3 separate regions of the Mus musculus genome follow, and regions 2 and 3 are each linked to region 1. A link is a contact called in public promoter capture Hi-C data. All regions are on one chromosome and are shown on one strand. Each heading gives the region's core, a stretch centred on a gene start, on an enhancer-like site or on the middle of the called end of the contact. The rest is flanking DNA. Distances are from core to core; before and after follow the strand shown. Region 1 overlaps Vps26c (VPS26 endosomal protein sorting factor C). Region 2 overlaps Dyrk1a (dual-specificity tyrosine-(Y)-phosphorylation regulated kinase 1a). Region 3 overlaps Dyrk1a (dual-specificity tyrosine-(Y)-phosphorylation regulated kinase 1a).

What was found. Capture Hi-C pulls out chosen DNA fragments and counts their contacts.
Region 2: a promoter capture Hi-C map of liver shows a contact between it and region 1. The contact joins two enhancer-like sites. A contact is called at or near these places in 3 of 484 Hi-C or Micro-C datasets (the HPC-7 cell line, bone marrow-derived macrophages and nephron progenitors), 2 of 115 datasets of contacts at active chromatin or transcription factors (bone marrow-derived macrophages and embryonic stem cells) and 3 of 9 other capture datasets (adipose tissue, liver and pancreatic islet).
Region 3: a contact with region 1 is called in a promoter capture Hi-C map of liver. The contact joins two enhancer-like sites. A contact is called at or near these places in 9 of 484 Hi-C or Micro-C datasets (the G1E-ER4 cell line, brown adipocytes, cerebellum and 3 more), 2 of 115 datasets of contacts at active chromatin or transcription factors (bone marrow-derived macrophages and large pre-B cells) and 3 of 9 other capture datasets (adipose tissue, embryonic stem cells and liver).

What each region holds. Positions count from the first base shown.
Region 1 is chr16:94,506,217-94,510,620 of GRCm38.p6, forward strand. The region is part of intron 3 of Vps26c (VPS26 endosomal protein sorting factor C); the gene reads right to left. The region is part of intron 3 of Gm31323 (a long non-coding RNA gene); the gene reads left to right. Among named protein-coding and RNA genes, the nearest start is that of Vps26c, 18 kb to the right of the region's middle. Within about 2 kb of position 2,720, at least 11 of the 459 cell types and tissues checked have an H3K27ac peak or open chromatin away from gene starts, as enhancers often do. A contact at or near this core is called in liver, where this site is marked.
Region 2 is chr16:94,648,457-94,653,481 of GRCm38.p6, forward strand. The region is part of intron 2 of Dyrk1a (dual-specificity tyrosine-(Y)-phosphorylation regulated kinase 1a); the gene reads left to right. Among named protein-coding and RNA genes, the nearest start is that of Gm41504, 63 kb to the right of the region's middle. Within about 2 kb of position 1,630, at least 8 of the 459 cell types and tissues checked have an H3K27ac peak or open chromatin away from gene starts, as enhancers often do. A contact at or near this core is called in liver, where this site is marked.
Region 3 is chr16:94,690,430-94,695,394 of GRCm38.p6, forward strand. It overlaps Dyrk1a (dual-specificity tyrosine-(Y)-phosphorylation regulated kinase 1a), which reads left to right. Exons shown (of 12, transcript NM_007890.2): 12 at 1,152-4,965. The coding sequence ends at 1,772. Among named protein-coding and RNA genes, the nearest start is that of Gm41504, 21 kb to the right of the region's middle. Within about 2 kb of position 3,687, at least 11 of the 459 cell types and tissues checked have an H3K27ac peak or open chromatin away from gene starts, as enhancers often do. A contact at or near this core is called in liver, where this site is marked.

The sequences.
Region 1 (4,404 bases), core at 1,470-3,969:
TTTATAAGAATCACCTCTTGCCTGAAAGAACCTTAAAATTTATATATATATATATATATATATATATATATTCTCTAGTGAGACTGCAATCTGTTTTCTCCATACCAGACAAGCTCAGTGAGGTCGTGTGTGTGTGTGTGTGTGTGTGTGTGTGTATCTGTGTTGGGGTACTGCCCACCTCCTGGACATCATATGCAGTGAGGTAAGTCATCCTCTCTCTAGCTTACCTAGTCTGATCCTTTCCCTAGTCTGGCCTCTACCATCTACCTCTCTCAGTGACATTTAAGGGACTGAAGACAGAATTCTCTTTTACTGAGTCTTGGGTCTGCAAGATGGAAGCTGCACTTGCCCAGTGACAGCCAGCTTTGCTCTAATAAGGGAGATAACTTCCTGAGGACAAAGCCAGTGTACAGGAAAGCCAAGCTCAAATATTCTGGGGCCCTGGTCTCCAATCTGGCTAAGCCTGGCCTAGAATTCCTGGTTCTGGGATACAGGACCTTGTCAATCTGAGTTTACTCTACAGTTTATGAAAGAAAGGACTATACAAAGCTTGAGACTAATAATCTGTAAATGAATAGATCATGGGATCTGCTGGGAAAACAGCAGGTGAAACAAGGAGACTAAAATTCCTGTTATGTTCTAGAGGGAGTCAAATTCTCTCTCATCTACAATGTCAACTAACTTACAATCAAGCTGGAGAGATAGCTTAGTGGTCAAAAGCACTTGCTGTTCTTGGAAAGGAACCTGGGCTTGATTCCCAGTACCACATGGTGGGTTAAAACCATCTCTATTTAACTCCAGTTCCAGGGAATATGACACCCTCTTCTGGCCCCCATGGGCACTCCATGCACATGGTGCAGACACATATGCAGGCAAACAAAAACATTTTTAAAAGAGTTGTTACTGGCACTTGCCTGTAACTCCAGCACTTGGGAGGCAGATGCAAGTGGAGCTCTGTGAGTTCAAGGCCAGCCTGGCCTACGTAGTGAGTTCCAGGACAGCCAAGGCTGTACAAGGCTACTGTAAGGATAGTCATCAACTCATGTTCATCACAGAGGACACTGTGTGACAGGCCTGTGCCTAGCTCTTCATGTGATTCTCTTACTAATCTTCTAGCAACAAAGTCAGGCAGGCTGCTGGGGGTGGGGCACAGAGGTGGGATGTAAACTGACAAAACCTACACCAAGTTCTTATACTGTATGCTGGTTGGACAGTAACTAGAGCCCATCTCTGCCTGCGGGGAAACCCTGGGTCTTCTTACTTTGTAACTAACTTTCCTAGGCCCCATGCAATGATCTATGTGGGGTGAGCTCAGGACGAGGTCAGAGGGCATCAGGAGGCCAGAAGGTACAAGGTTGGATTTTTTGTTTAAGGTTTAAAATTATGTGTTGGTAGTGTGTGTGTCTGTGTGGATATGTGTATATGAAGGAAACTCACAGAGGCCAGAGGAATGGAGCAAGAGTTATAGGTAGTTGTGAGTTGCTCACTATGAGTACTAGCAGCTGAACTCTGGCCTCTGCAAGAGCAGTAAGTGCTTTTAACCACTGAATCATCTCTGCAAAACACACACACACACACACACACACACACACACACACACACACAGTATTTTTAACGGTAGAAAGGGTGAAGAGAATTTTTAAAAATTAACTTTGAATATGCAATATTAGCAGATATGGTGATACTGATATTCATCTGTGCTATAGTATAAAATCTTGCCAGTTTGGCTACAAGAGCAGAACTCAGTAAGAAATAACAAGCAAGCTAAGCTTTTGCAAGTCAGAAATTTAATGCAGGTTACATTTTAAATTCCTTATTTTGTCTCATGATTTTTTACACTATGCTATTACAATATTACCTCAATTATAAAAGAAAAAGTTCATTGTGTCTATATAATTTGAGAATGTATTAGGGTTTAACAACAAAGCTTCTATTCTGAGTAATGCACCGATATTCATTCATGTGCTCTTCAGAGAAGGCATGGCCAGAAATGGGTACCATAAACGACACCTTGGGAATCCCTATGCTGAGATGAGACATGGGATCACAGAAAATCATGGATGACATTTGCTTACTGACAAGCATGGAGACTAGGAAAAGACCTGTCAAACAAAGGGGGCAAGGATGGATAAAATAGAGCAAAAAGCCATAATCCTAGTTTTTATTACGTATATTTGCACAAGAGAAAATAAAACATTTGCATATGAGCTAGAAATTATTTGAGGATTTATGTTAATTTTGATAAAGACGGTTATCTATGGTGCTGTATGATAGAACTCTGGGTTTGTGGGAATGGACACTAAAGAAGTAAGACAAGTAAGTGCACACAGGCTCTGCAGCTAACTTTGAAATGACTCAGAAAGTAAACACAGACGACAAAGAACGGCAAGGCTGGGGATGTAGCTCAGTGACAGAGCCCATGTCTCACATGTGTCCAGCTGGGTTTCCACCCCAGCTCTGCAAGGGAAGAGACTAACCAATGGTGAATGGTGATGAGCCCACATAAACCTGAGGCTCAGCGAAGAGGAAACTGCATCTTTACAAAATGCTGAGCTGTCTGGGCCTGCATACAGACCCATGCTGTGGCTGAGGTCAACCCTGAAGTGGTAAAATCTGATGACCAAGGAAAAGGTTGGGCGAGGGGATCATTAACCCCTCTAGAGAATTAGCCACGCACTAATACTTTCGTGACTAGGAGTTCCAGCACATACACAGTCTACGCAATCACGGCACACACTCTGCATCTGTACTCTTAGCAGCATCTGGAAAAGGATGAGACTTTGAACTTAACTGGAAATCAATAAAATGAATCAGTTTCATCATTTCAGTGACAATAAACAAAAGAGACTATGACCAGGAAATCTATCTTATCCCAATAAGCTTGCTGTGTGTGTGCGTGCGTGCGTGTGTGTGTGTGTGTGTGTGTGTGTGTGTGTGTGTGTGTGTGTAGGATAGCATAATGTGTAGTGTGTGTGTGTGTGTGTGTGTGTGTGTGTGTGTGTGTGTGTGTGTAGGATAGCATAATGTGTACCATAGTGCACATGTAGAAGTCAGAGGAAAACGTAGGGAGTAAGTTCTTCCTTCCATGCAAGTTGTAGAGACAGAACTCAGGCCTAGCATGAAGCATCCATTCCATTACACACACACACACACACACACACACACACACACACAGGGCCACAGAAACCTGAAGATGCCCCCCAGAGCTAGAGTTCCAGGTAGCTGTGAGCAGCCCCATGTGGATGCCAGGAACCAAACTTGGGTCTCTTCAAGAGCTGCACGGAGTCTTCACTGTTGAGCGCTCTCTAACGAAACTTTTGTAATATTTTTTTTTCATGTGTTTAGCTTTTGTATGTTGCTGCCTGAAGCAGGTATGTGAGAAAACCCTGAAAACATGTCTTCATGGAAAGCAGGCTGTGCCACAGAGTATGCACTCCATGTTCTTCACCTTGACAGGTTTCTAACAGTTCGTGAAATTTATGTAAGAATAAACCTTTAGCCGGGTGAGGTGATGCACGCCTTTAATCCCAGCACTTGGGAGGCAGAGGCAGGCAGATTTCTGAGTTCAAGGACAGCCTGGTCTACAAAGTGAGTTCCAGGACAGCCAGGGCTACACAGAGAAACCCTGTCTCGAAAACCAAAAAAAAAAAAAAAAAGAAAAGAAAAAAGAATAAACCTTTATTAACCCTCCCAAATGGTTTGAAACTTTTTAAAAAATGTGCTAGATTTTAAGCAAATGATTGGTATTTACTAAGTGAAATGTGATCAACTAAAACTTAATTCACAAATCAAGCAACTTTCCAATCTCCTGACTTTCTGTGCATCCTAAGACTGCAGGATTTTCTCAGTTAGCAAGGAAGCTGTCCCGCTGCAAACTACACAACAGTACCTTTCTCTTCATTGAATGAGGGACGGGGCCTCTTCCTCTGGCTGAGTCATGACTGGGCTCTGCTCCTGAGACAATAGCAACTGTGAAAGCCACCCCTCACCAGCAAAGGTAGACAGGAAATCATAAATCCACTTCCCCTCATTTACAAGGTTTGCTCAATGAAGAATACAGCCTATGTTGAATGGGCAGCCTTTGGGTATTTATTCCACAAAGAGATACTCATAAGAATAAAACAGACTAGTTAGTGCTGATGCCAGAAAGAGGCTGAAGCACATCTGGGACCCTGGTGGTGTCACTGTGGCCTGAGAAAAATGCGGTAGCACAAAGGACCCCTAAGGAAGAAATTATAGCCACAGTGCATAGTCAACACAAGGGTCACAGGGGCTCAGAGCGTGACTTTATGTCACAGCTTGTGTGAGGCCCACGGTTTAATCTCTAGCTCTGCAAAACCAGTAACAGTCATACACAAAATGCAGTTAGGACAAAATGAGAAAACGATACAGCACACACAGGAG
Region 2 (5,025 bases), core at 380-2,879, 140 kb after region 1:
TTCTTAGGATAACATCTAATTCGGGTCTCAATTTTTTTTTTTTTTAAAGACAGGGTTTCTCTGTGTAGCCCTGGCTGTCCTGGAGCTCACTCTGTAGATCAGGCTGGCCTTGAACTCAGACATCCGCCTGCCTCCACCTCCCAGGTGCTGGGATTAAAGGCTTGCACCACCACTCCCTGGCTCAAATTTTGAGTTCAAAATTTTTGGAGTAGAAAAGGGAGCAGGCTGCATATTCAAGACGTGTCCTGCCAGACGCTGTTGCAGAGCAGCAAGAAGGTCAGTGTGGTTGAGACAGAAGTGCTGGGAGATAGAACAGAGAGGAATGGTGGGAAGTGGGGTGGGAGAGGCGTGAGCACTTAGCCTGCAGGCTCTGGGGGCTCCAGGTGGTGAGATTTTGAGACTTCTGAGAACATCAATTTTGATAGCAATCCTGAGAAGCAACTGGGGGCATGGAGCCTGGGTAGAAGCAGTTTGGACCCCACTGTTCCAGATAAGGTTTTGACAGAGATGATAGAAGTAAGCTGGATGAGGAATGAGAGAGAGAGAGAGAGAGAGAGAGAGAGAGAGAGAGAGAGAGAGAGAGAGAGAGAAGAGAGACTGTGTGTGTGTGTGTGTGTGTGTGTGTGTGTGTGTGTGTGTGTTGGGTAGAAGGAAAAGACTGAAAAAGACCCCTCACTTGGATGGTGGATGGAGGCCATTTATAGAACTGGGTCAAACTTGGCTTTCCTGCTTGCTTTTGAGTCCCTGAAGACTCAGTTAAATATAGTATGCCATGCCTTGCAGCTCAGGCTGGAGTTTGCTTTGGAAGCTCTGCTGTAGCCCCAGACAGCCCCTACCAATGCACTGAGTTGTACTAAAGGAAGACCTGTTTGTCTTTAGTGTAGATTGTGGAGAAGACAAGAGAAGGGAAATGCTAGCACTCGTTCTCGCTACTGTACCTGTCTGGTTTCTTGTGAACAGCCAGCCCTTGGGATCTGATAACTTTGATTTGCACACCTCCCACTCACACAGAGGGACATGCAGACTTTCTGGAGGCCCAGGCTTTGCTCACCACCTTCACAGTTATACCACTAATGATAGACCTTTGCCTACAACAACAGTGTCCACGTAGCAAGCAATCGCATTTTAAAATTAATAATAAATTAAAATTAATTTTAATAATAATTATATAGTTTACCCAGTATATTTAAAATATATTATTTTAATATCTAATCAACTTTAAGATGTTAAGGAGTAATGAAGTTAAAGAAGTTAATGAAGTTTTACATTTATAACTTATCTTGGTCTGAATAGCCACACAGACTGTGAGCTATTGGGCAGTGCTGAGTGTCTGGCTCAGGGCTTAGTGAATGAACTGTTCAGTAGAGTTTGCTACAAAGATTCCATGTCATTCCGGGATGTTTGCTTTCATTGTGAAGCAGTTGAATGTTTTGCTGTACTTAAGTAGTAGTTATATGTTCCTGGGAGCTCCCAGGATCCAGTACTGACTGCGAGAGGAAGTCCTGGGGGGTTGTGCAGGAACGACACAGGGTCTGCAGTTGCTGCCTTCCTTCTGATGAGGACATACATGCTTCAGTTACATTGTAAGAGAATCCACAGTCCAGGCTGTTGGCATAAACACATTGTTTTTGTTGTCATTGGGTTTTGTTGTTGATTTTTCAAGACAGGGTTTCTCTGTGTAATCCACCCTGGCTGTCCTTGAACTCACTCTGTAAACCTAGGCTGGCCTCCAACTCAGATCCACCTGCCTCTGCTGTTCAGCCAACAAATCGTAACTACTCCTTGAGAACATTTTATATATGTACAGTATTTAAATAGTTGAGGATTTAATTTTTGAAGGTTTTAAAATTGAGTAAGGGGCAGAATTCTTAGTGGTTAGAGTAGCTGCAAAGCCCTGGGTACAAATCCCAGAGCTCCTCCTGAAAGGCAAGACTGTTCACGAGAAAAACTACCTTTTAACCTGGGAAGTAGAAAAGTTGGGTTTGGTGTGTGCCAGAATTTTTATATTAGTTATCATTCAGCTGGAAAGAAAGATTTTATGTATTAAAGATTAATTTACTGAATCTGAATTTTAGAATTTACTATATTTGATACTATATAACATGCATTTGAATAAAAGTGAGATAATCTTTCAAAAATTATCCCTTAGTCTTTGCACACTTCAGTAATTATGTCTTGTGTGGTTCCTCATATACTTGATATAAATTGCTGTGAATCAGTTTGACTAACAATTTCTCTTTAAGAATAACACAGGCCCACAATATCCCAATATCCTCTTCCTCCTCCTCTTCTTCCTCTTCCTCTCCCTCCTTCCTCCTCTTTCCCTTTCAAGATCTGGGATTAGAGGAGCATGCTGCCAAGCCTACTCATGATCACTTATTTGATCATAAGCTTCCAGTGGATCAAATGGATTTGTAGAAAAGTGATACAAAGACTTCACAAATCTTTGAGATTAGTGAGTTCATATTTCCAGGTGCTACTGTAAATGAAACTCAAGACCAATATTGGAAGCTTTGTTGTAATAAGTGGGAATTGTGAGGGCCATAGAGTTAATTGAAAACATCGGGTTTGTTTGTTTGTTTGTCTGTCTGTCTGTTTTGTAGCTGGCAACTGAATTCAGGCCCTCTGCAACACCAGTGCATGTCCTAGCTTCTGAGTCCTCTGACTGTCTCCCTTATTGTGGTACTGAAATCTTCTTGGTGTTTTGTTTTAACAGTTTTAACTGTCTTAGACTAGAAAATGTGGAAACTGCTATGCATATCAGAAAGTGGTCTTTGAATTTCGGGTCAGGATACATCTTGGGAAACACCATTACGTAGTGGAGTTGTTTTCTGACTTGTGCTAATCACCATTGTTTTCTAGGTAGTCTGGGCTCAGAGGTGTGTCCTGTTGATGCACTCAGGCTGTCAAGTGGACTTGATCGACTTTCATGCATCTCCCCTTTTCTGCACTACTAGCCTTACACTTATTTGCAGTCTCACGCTTCGGTTGTTGAATTAAAACACAAATTCTCTCTGTTTTCTTACCAAACCCTTTAAGCTCATCGTTTCTGTTATTTTAGTCAGAAACAGGGATGTTTAGATGCTGTTAACTTATTAGCCCATTTCTCAGATGGGAAAAGGTGGCGAGGATCTAGCTGACTTACCCAGTGTTACCCAGTTGCTAACTAATAAGTTGGCACATTGACTCCAGACACCTGAGCGTTGGGATGCTTGTGTGCATCTTCCTGTGCGTGGTCTCTCGCCCGCTTTAACAATCCTCGCTCCGTACTCTTTGCCCCCAATCCTTTTCCCGGCATGCCCTGTATTGTAGACTGAACTTCAGGATCTCATGTGTATGTTACGTCCAGCTCCACCACTAAGCTATACCCAAGCCACCTTGCATCTCCAGCCCGGAACTGTTCTGTGTTTAAGATGCTGCTTAAAAGAAAGGCAGCTGCAGGTGCAGCCTGAGGCTGGCTGGGAAGCACTTTGGAGTTCTGTGTTCTTCACAGGACAGTGAGCTGATCAGAAGATTCAGGACTATTAAATAAGGCCTTTTATCTTTATTTTTTAAATGTGCTTTCTGAAACGTGTGAATGCTGTCTTGCTTGAATGCTTTTTTAAATCTCTCTCCTATGGCCACAGCTACCCACATAGGTTTTGTCTAGAGCAGATGCTCTGTTGACAGTCTGTCTGTCTGTCTCCTTCCTCTACCGTGACTCAGTAACTCCTCCATTTCTTTGCAGATCCAGCAGCCCTCTTCTCTTTGGAGGAATCTGTAGGATTTCTCAAGAACTTTCCCAGCAGTATTTTTAAGGCATGGTAGAGACTGAGGGCTCTGTAAATAGTCTTGCTCTGCCTCCCTAGGAGGTGCTGCCAAGGGACTTGCTTCTTAGTTCTCACCTAGAGATGGAGCTGCAGCTGAGCCTTCACAGGACTGCTCTGGTTCTGTGGCTCATGACACAGTTTGGCAAAAGTTAGAGTTTAGTAAGTGCTTTTACATTTTATTCTTTGCTTTAATTCTTGATAGCTGTGCACAGAGCTGTGGTAAAGTGTCATAGAAACCCATGTTTTCCGTTCTTTTGTTATCAAGAGTAATCTTAGTATGTAGAAATGTGCCTCTTGAGAGGGAAAGGACACTTGGTTGTTACAGACTTAACTTAGATCAAGCAGTTCCACTTGCTTCCCCTCTCGTGTGGTTTTCAGTGGTGTCCAGTTAAGAGCGGGGAGACCATGTTAGTGACTTTACTTGTATCTGTATTTAGGATAGTATGCAGCCTTTGGACAGCAGTAGTTTCTAGATTAATTGCACGCAGCGTTAACTGCTTTTGTGTAATGAATGTGAAGAGGGTGACATTTATTACACAGATAGACTTTTAGTGAGTGGCTTTTATTCTGAAAATAGTAAAAGCATTATTGTGCAATTAATTTGGTTGGTTATGTTTATTATTTATTTATTTATTTAGATGGGTCTCACTGTGTATATCCCTGGCTGGCCTCAGACTCTGTAGACCAGGCTTGCCTCAGACTAAAAGAGACCCACTTGCCTCTACCTCCCAAGTGCTGGGATTAGAGGAGCCTGCCGTCAAGTCCACTCATGATTAACTTTTAAATTATCTTTGTTCAGAGAAATAACCTTGTCTTTTGAATGGTTTGTGATAGAAATTCTGTAAATGCACAGGTTTTAATTTGAATCGTTATCCCAAATGATTGCCTCATTGGATAATTTTAAGTGTTAAGCTATAATTCAATAAAGACACAAATACTCAACTGGCTTAAAATACATTGTTTATTTAACACCTGTTTAGTTAGAACTAAACAAGAGTTAAAAGTATGCACATAGCTCCATTTGTCCTTGGGATGAAGAAGGAGGCATTGTTCCCCCCTTCCCCTCTCCTCCCCTCCCCTCCCCTCTCCTCCCCTTCTTTTCTAGAAATGAGCATGCTGTTTGCCACCAAAAGATGGTGAGCACTTAGTTAGGAAGTAAGGAAACTTGAAAAAAAGTATTCATACATTTCTTGGAAGCCTAAGGCTTACTTCGTTA
Region 3 (4,965 bases), core at 2,437-4,936, 190 kb after region 1:
CATCATGTAGTGTGGTTTGCAGTATCAAGTATTTCTTATCTGAGACACAAACGTTGGAGTCATAAGGGTTTCGATTTCAGTTCTTTTAGATTTTGGTTTAGTTATTCACCTTTTACTCGTTGAATATCTTTAATCTGAAATTGTACTATGAGTGGCTGGCCTGTGTTTTCTTTATGAGATCGTCTGCCAGTTTTGTTTTCCCTACTGGATTTTCAGGAGTTTCAATTCCATACAATTTTTATTGAATATGTACTTTAACCATTTGTGCTAGACTCTAGTGGTAGAGACAGCCTTTGCCTTTCCAGAGCTCACAGTGACACAGCAAGCACACTAGGCTTGGGGTGCCCCTCTGAGGTAGGTATTGCCTGCATTGGGTTGGTAAAGTTCTGTGCTAGACCCCAGCACAGTCGGCCCAGCAGTCCAGAGTCATGTGACTGAGAAGGACTTTTGTTAGATTGAAGCATATTGAGTGAAGTAAACTAAACGCACACTATCTGAATGAGGCACCTGAGAGAATTCGGGAGTTTTCCCTCCCCATGAGTGCAACAGTGAAGTAGGTGTTGAGGTTATTGGTCATTTGTGCCCGGACTCCTAGCAGCTTGTGACGTAGCAGCAGACAGGCTTAGTGAGACCTAGACAGGTTTATTCCATTTCCATCCACAGTCTTGCTGGTGGCCAAGAGAATATCAAGTGGGGAGAGGGAAGGGCAGTGAGGGTGGCACAGCATCAGCCTTTGCCACAGGCGCTTAGGACTGTGTCAGGAACTGCACTGATCTTTAAAAAGATGTCCAAGCAAAGATTAGAAACAGAGGAAAGAGTGAGTGCAGATGCCTAGAAGTGTCTGTCCAGGTGAAGGGGTGGGAGGAAGACCTGGGCTTATTGGAGCTTACATAAGTAAAGAAATGTTGGAGAAATAGCTGTGGAAGGTTGGGCGATGGTGTCAGGATTTAGGAATACTTTATGTGCACTAGGATACACTGAAGGATTCTGGATGGGAAGCACTCTGCTTTGGAAGGATATACTGCTCCTCTCAGTGGGTTGAAGAAGGGAATATACCTACCCATGAGTGAGTGAGCGAGCACTGGTGTACATGTCAGGCATGGCTTAAGCTTGGAGACAGTGCTGATAACCCTTTCACAATGCCCCCACAGGTGCGCCAGCAGTTTCCGGCTCCTCTGGGATGGTCAGGCACTGAAGCTCCTACACAAGTCACTGTTGAAACTCATCCTGTTCAAGAGACAACCTTTCATGTAGCCCCCCAGCAGAACGCATTGCATCATCACCATGGAAACAGTTCCCATCACCACCACCACCACCATCACCACCACCACCACCATGGACAGCAAGCCTTGGGTAACCGGACCAGGCCAAGGGTCTACAATTCTCCAACAAATAGCTCCTCTACCCAGGATTCTATGGAGGTTGGCCACAGTCACCACTCCATGACATCCCTGTCTTCCTCAACAACTTCTTCCTCGACATCTTCCTCCTCTACTGGTAATCAAGGCAATCAGGCCTATCAGAACCGCCCAGTGGCTGCTAACACCTTGGACTTTGGACAGAATGGAGCTATGGACGTTAATTTGACCGTCTACTCCAATCCCCGCCAAGAGACTGGCATAGCTGGACATCCAACATACCAATTTTCTGCTAATACAGGTCCTGCACATTACATGACTGAAGGACATCTGGCGATGAGACAAGGGGCTGATAGAGAAGAGTCTCCCATGACAGGAGTTTGTGTGCAACAGAGTCCTGTAGCTAGCTCGTGACTACATTGAAACTTGAGTTTGTTTCTTGTGTGTTTTTATAGAAGTGGTGTTTTTTTCCCAAAAAACAAAAGTGCAAAGCTGCTTGAATCAGAAGGAGATTAACACACTGAACCGCTACAAGAGGGCAAAGCTGACTTTTTTTTTTAACTTGAAAAGATTGCAAAGGGACAATGAAGTTTTTAAGAGCCATGTCCACCCATCTTCACGGAGAGCTCAGAGTGTCCTCTTTCTGCCTCCCCCATTTAACTTCCATCTCCTGGTCACAGTGGGTTTTGTCTTTCTATCCAACAAGAGTTAATGTTCAGCTGTTGGTCTTGGTCATTTGCCAACTAATTTTAAAATAAAAAGGCACTGCACATAATTTGCATAAAGGGCCCCATAAGGGTGTTTTGTTTTGTTTTCATTTTTATTTTTTCCCTTTTTCCCTTGTTTTGTTTTGTTTCATTTTGGGCTGGGGGTGGGGTGGGAAATTTGGGTTTTTTATGTCCTCTACACACTTGGGCACGGAAATGCAGTACTGTAAGGAAGAGGGACCTCTAGCACACACAAACATCATCTTCAGCTGTGTGAAAGGGACGATTGTGTTGACATTTGTAAGGCACATTAAGCATGCTAAGTGGCGGGGATCAGGACTCTCCTATCTGAGCCTACTGAGGAGCAAAGCAGCCATTGCATGGGATCCTGTGGGTCTCCTGCTGGAGAGGCCACAGGAGGATAGGATGGAACGTGACTGGTCGGTCTCCTTACCAAGGCGCACTGAGAAGCAATCAGCGGGTCGGTTGTGGCCAGTCCTGGGGAGGTCTGAGTGGTGGTCCTTGGGATAACCTTTGGCCTTACGGATTTGGACTCGGAGTTAGAAGAGCCCACCATTTCAGATGCAATCACTTGTGGACATGCGTTTGCAGACAGTCCTTAATGCTGAAAACACAGAGAATGGGTAATTCAAGAGGCCTTTCTTTTAAAATAGACTTTTGTGACCCACTAATTGTAAGGTATTGCAAGGTCACTTTGCGTGTGTCATAAAGCTGACTCCCTTCTTGGTTGAAGGCCACAGAGGTAGTGGTTTGCTTTGATGGAAATAGCTACAGCTGTGTCCCTTCCTGCTTTTCCCTTTTCTTTGGCTTTTTCTCGGCACGTGGTGTCTCCACCATTTCTTCTGCACAAAGACGTCTTCTGTTCACCCTGAACATTTTAAAATGCAGAATTTTATGTGACTGCTTTTTTGCCTCACAATTATGCTGTGAATTTTACAAAAATTTATTTTCTTTTTTGATAATTTATTGTACCAAAGCTGTTTTTATAGCACATAGATGTCTGTAACCAATAATGTCGCAGGCCTGCACTTTGACACAGGTGTAACGAGACCGTTTTAAACGTCAGTTGAAATGATGGCTGTACTATTGCTTAAACAAAACTGGAACTGTTGTTGAATCCATAGCCAATACATTTACAGCAATCTTGTACTGGACAGAATAGATTGACATCTAATTCAAGATTACAACACCTGTCACATTCTAAATGTGTTCAGGCTTCTGAAGGGAAAGGGACACTGGATCCAGAAGCTATGGAGCCAGCAGTTGATCTTGTATTCCTGATTAACTTCCTTGTAAACTTGAACTTGAGACCTTGATTGAACCGACAGGTCCACAGTAGGAACAGGAAGCAGGCAGAGCTCTGAGCATGACCTGAAGGAAGCAGGCTGGCACTAGCAGTTGCCTTGTCTGGAGATGCTGCTGCCTTCAAGTAGCACAGTCTGGCAGTGGCTAAATCTGTGTTCCCATTGAAATTGAGCAATTTTAGGGTGTTATACTCTGAAGCAGTTGAATTGGGAGAATGAAGATAGAGTAATTTCCCTGTCCAGGATCAAAAGAAGCCTAGAAAGAAGCAGTGATCTACCTCTGCCAATAACCCTGTTGGAAGCAACGCAGCAGAACACCACGGTACTTTTTATTGCTTAATTCCACGTGGCTGACTAGGTCAAGGTTTGTTTGGTGTTTTTTTTTTTTTTTTTTGTTTCTGAGCAAAAGCAGGTTTTTTTTTGTTTTTTATATGTAAACAAAAGAAAGGCCTAAGCTCTGTGAGTGCAAGTGGAGACTCAGAGAGCCCCGTTTCTATAAACACAGACACTTCAGGTGTTAATCAGGAAACCCATATTGATTTTGTAATTAAATGTCAAGCCTGTGGATTGTTTTGAGCTTGGTAGTTGATGAGCATTTCCGTACAGAGGCCTCACCTTGAGCACAGCACTGTCAGGAGGGCGCAGCGCCTGTGGCTGCGGAGCCCCAGGTGCCACACACCCACCCCACGTGGCTCAGGTCATTCTTTTTTTCTTTCTGTGCTGGTTGCCACATTTTAGCAAGCACCAAAAAAGAAAGCAGTTTTTAAAGCTATATTTACGTAAAGAGAGCCACACAATCCAGTGCTTCTGCATACCGTGTCACGTTACAGTCCAGTTTTGTGTGCTTTACTACACAGTTTGGTTACAGGACTTCTGTGCATTGTAAACATAAACAGCATGGAGAGGTTAAATACCTGTGTTCAGATTGTAAGATCTAGTCCAGACTTGCTGTGTATATTGTAACGTTAAATGAAAAAAGACCCCCCTTTGTATTATAGTCATGCGGTCTTATGTATGATAAACAGTTGAATAATTTGTCCTCAGAGTCTTTACTATGCTTTTTTAAAAATTAACTTAAGGAAAAATGTAAACAGTAAAAAAACAATCTTCGTGTGCAGTGAAGCGGGTCCGGGTGTGGTAGGTAAAGCAGGCACAATCCTGTCGCCTATGTAAAGGGAAAAGACTTGTGAGACAGAGACATTGGCTGCAAGTGTCTTTGAAAGTAAAAATTGGAGGTTTAACAGATAATTTGGTTTTTAAAATGGATTCTTTACCTGAGTGATTATCATGTTGATTTGTGCTCCCCTGTGGTACTGTCTCTGTGTTGAGAGCACGTGGGGGCCTGTCCTGTGGGGATGAAGGACAGAACTGAGTGCCATCTCCCTGAGTCTGCTCTGTCCCTTTCCTGTGCAGAGCCCGGAATCCTGCCGTGCGGAGGCAGTTTCTAACCCACAGCCCTCTCTTTTCAGTGCTAGCCTGCACAGGGTCTGTTGAGTGGCCTTCAGAAGGTAAGAAACTTAGGTAGAAAAGAAACAAATGTGATTCTGGACACTGTGCTCATAGTCAGAGCTTGTG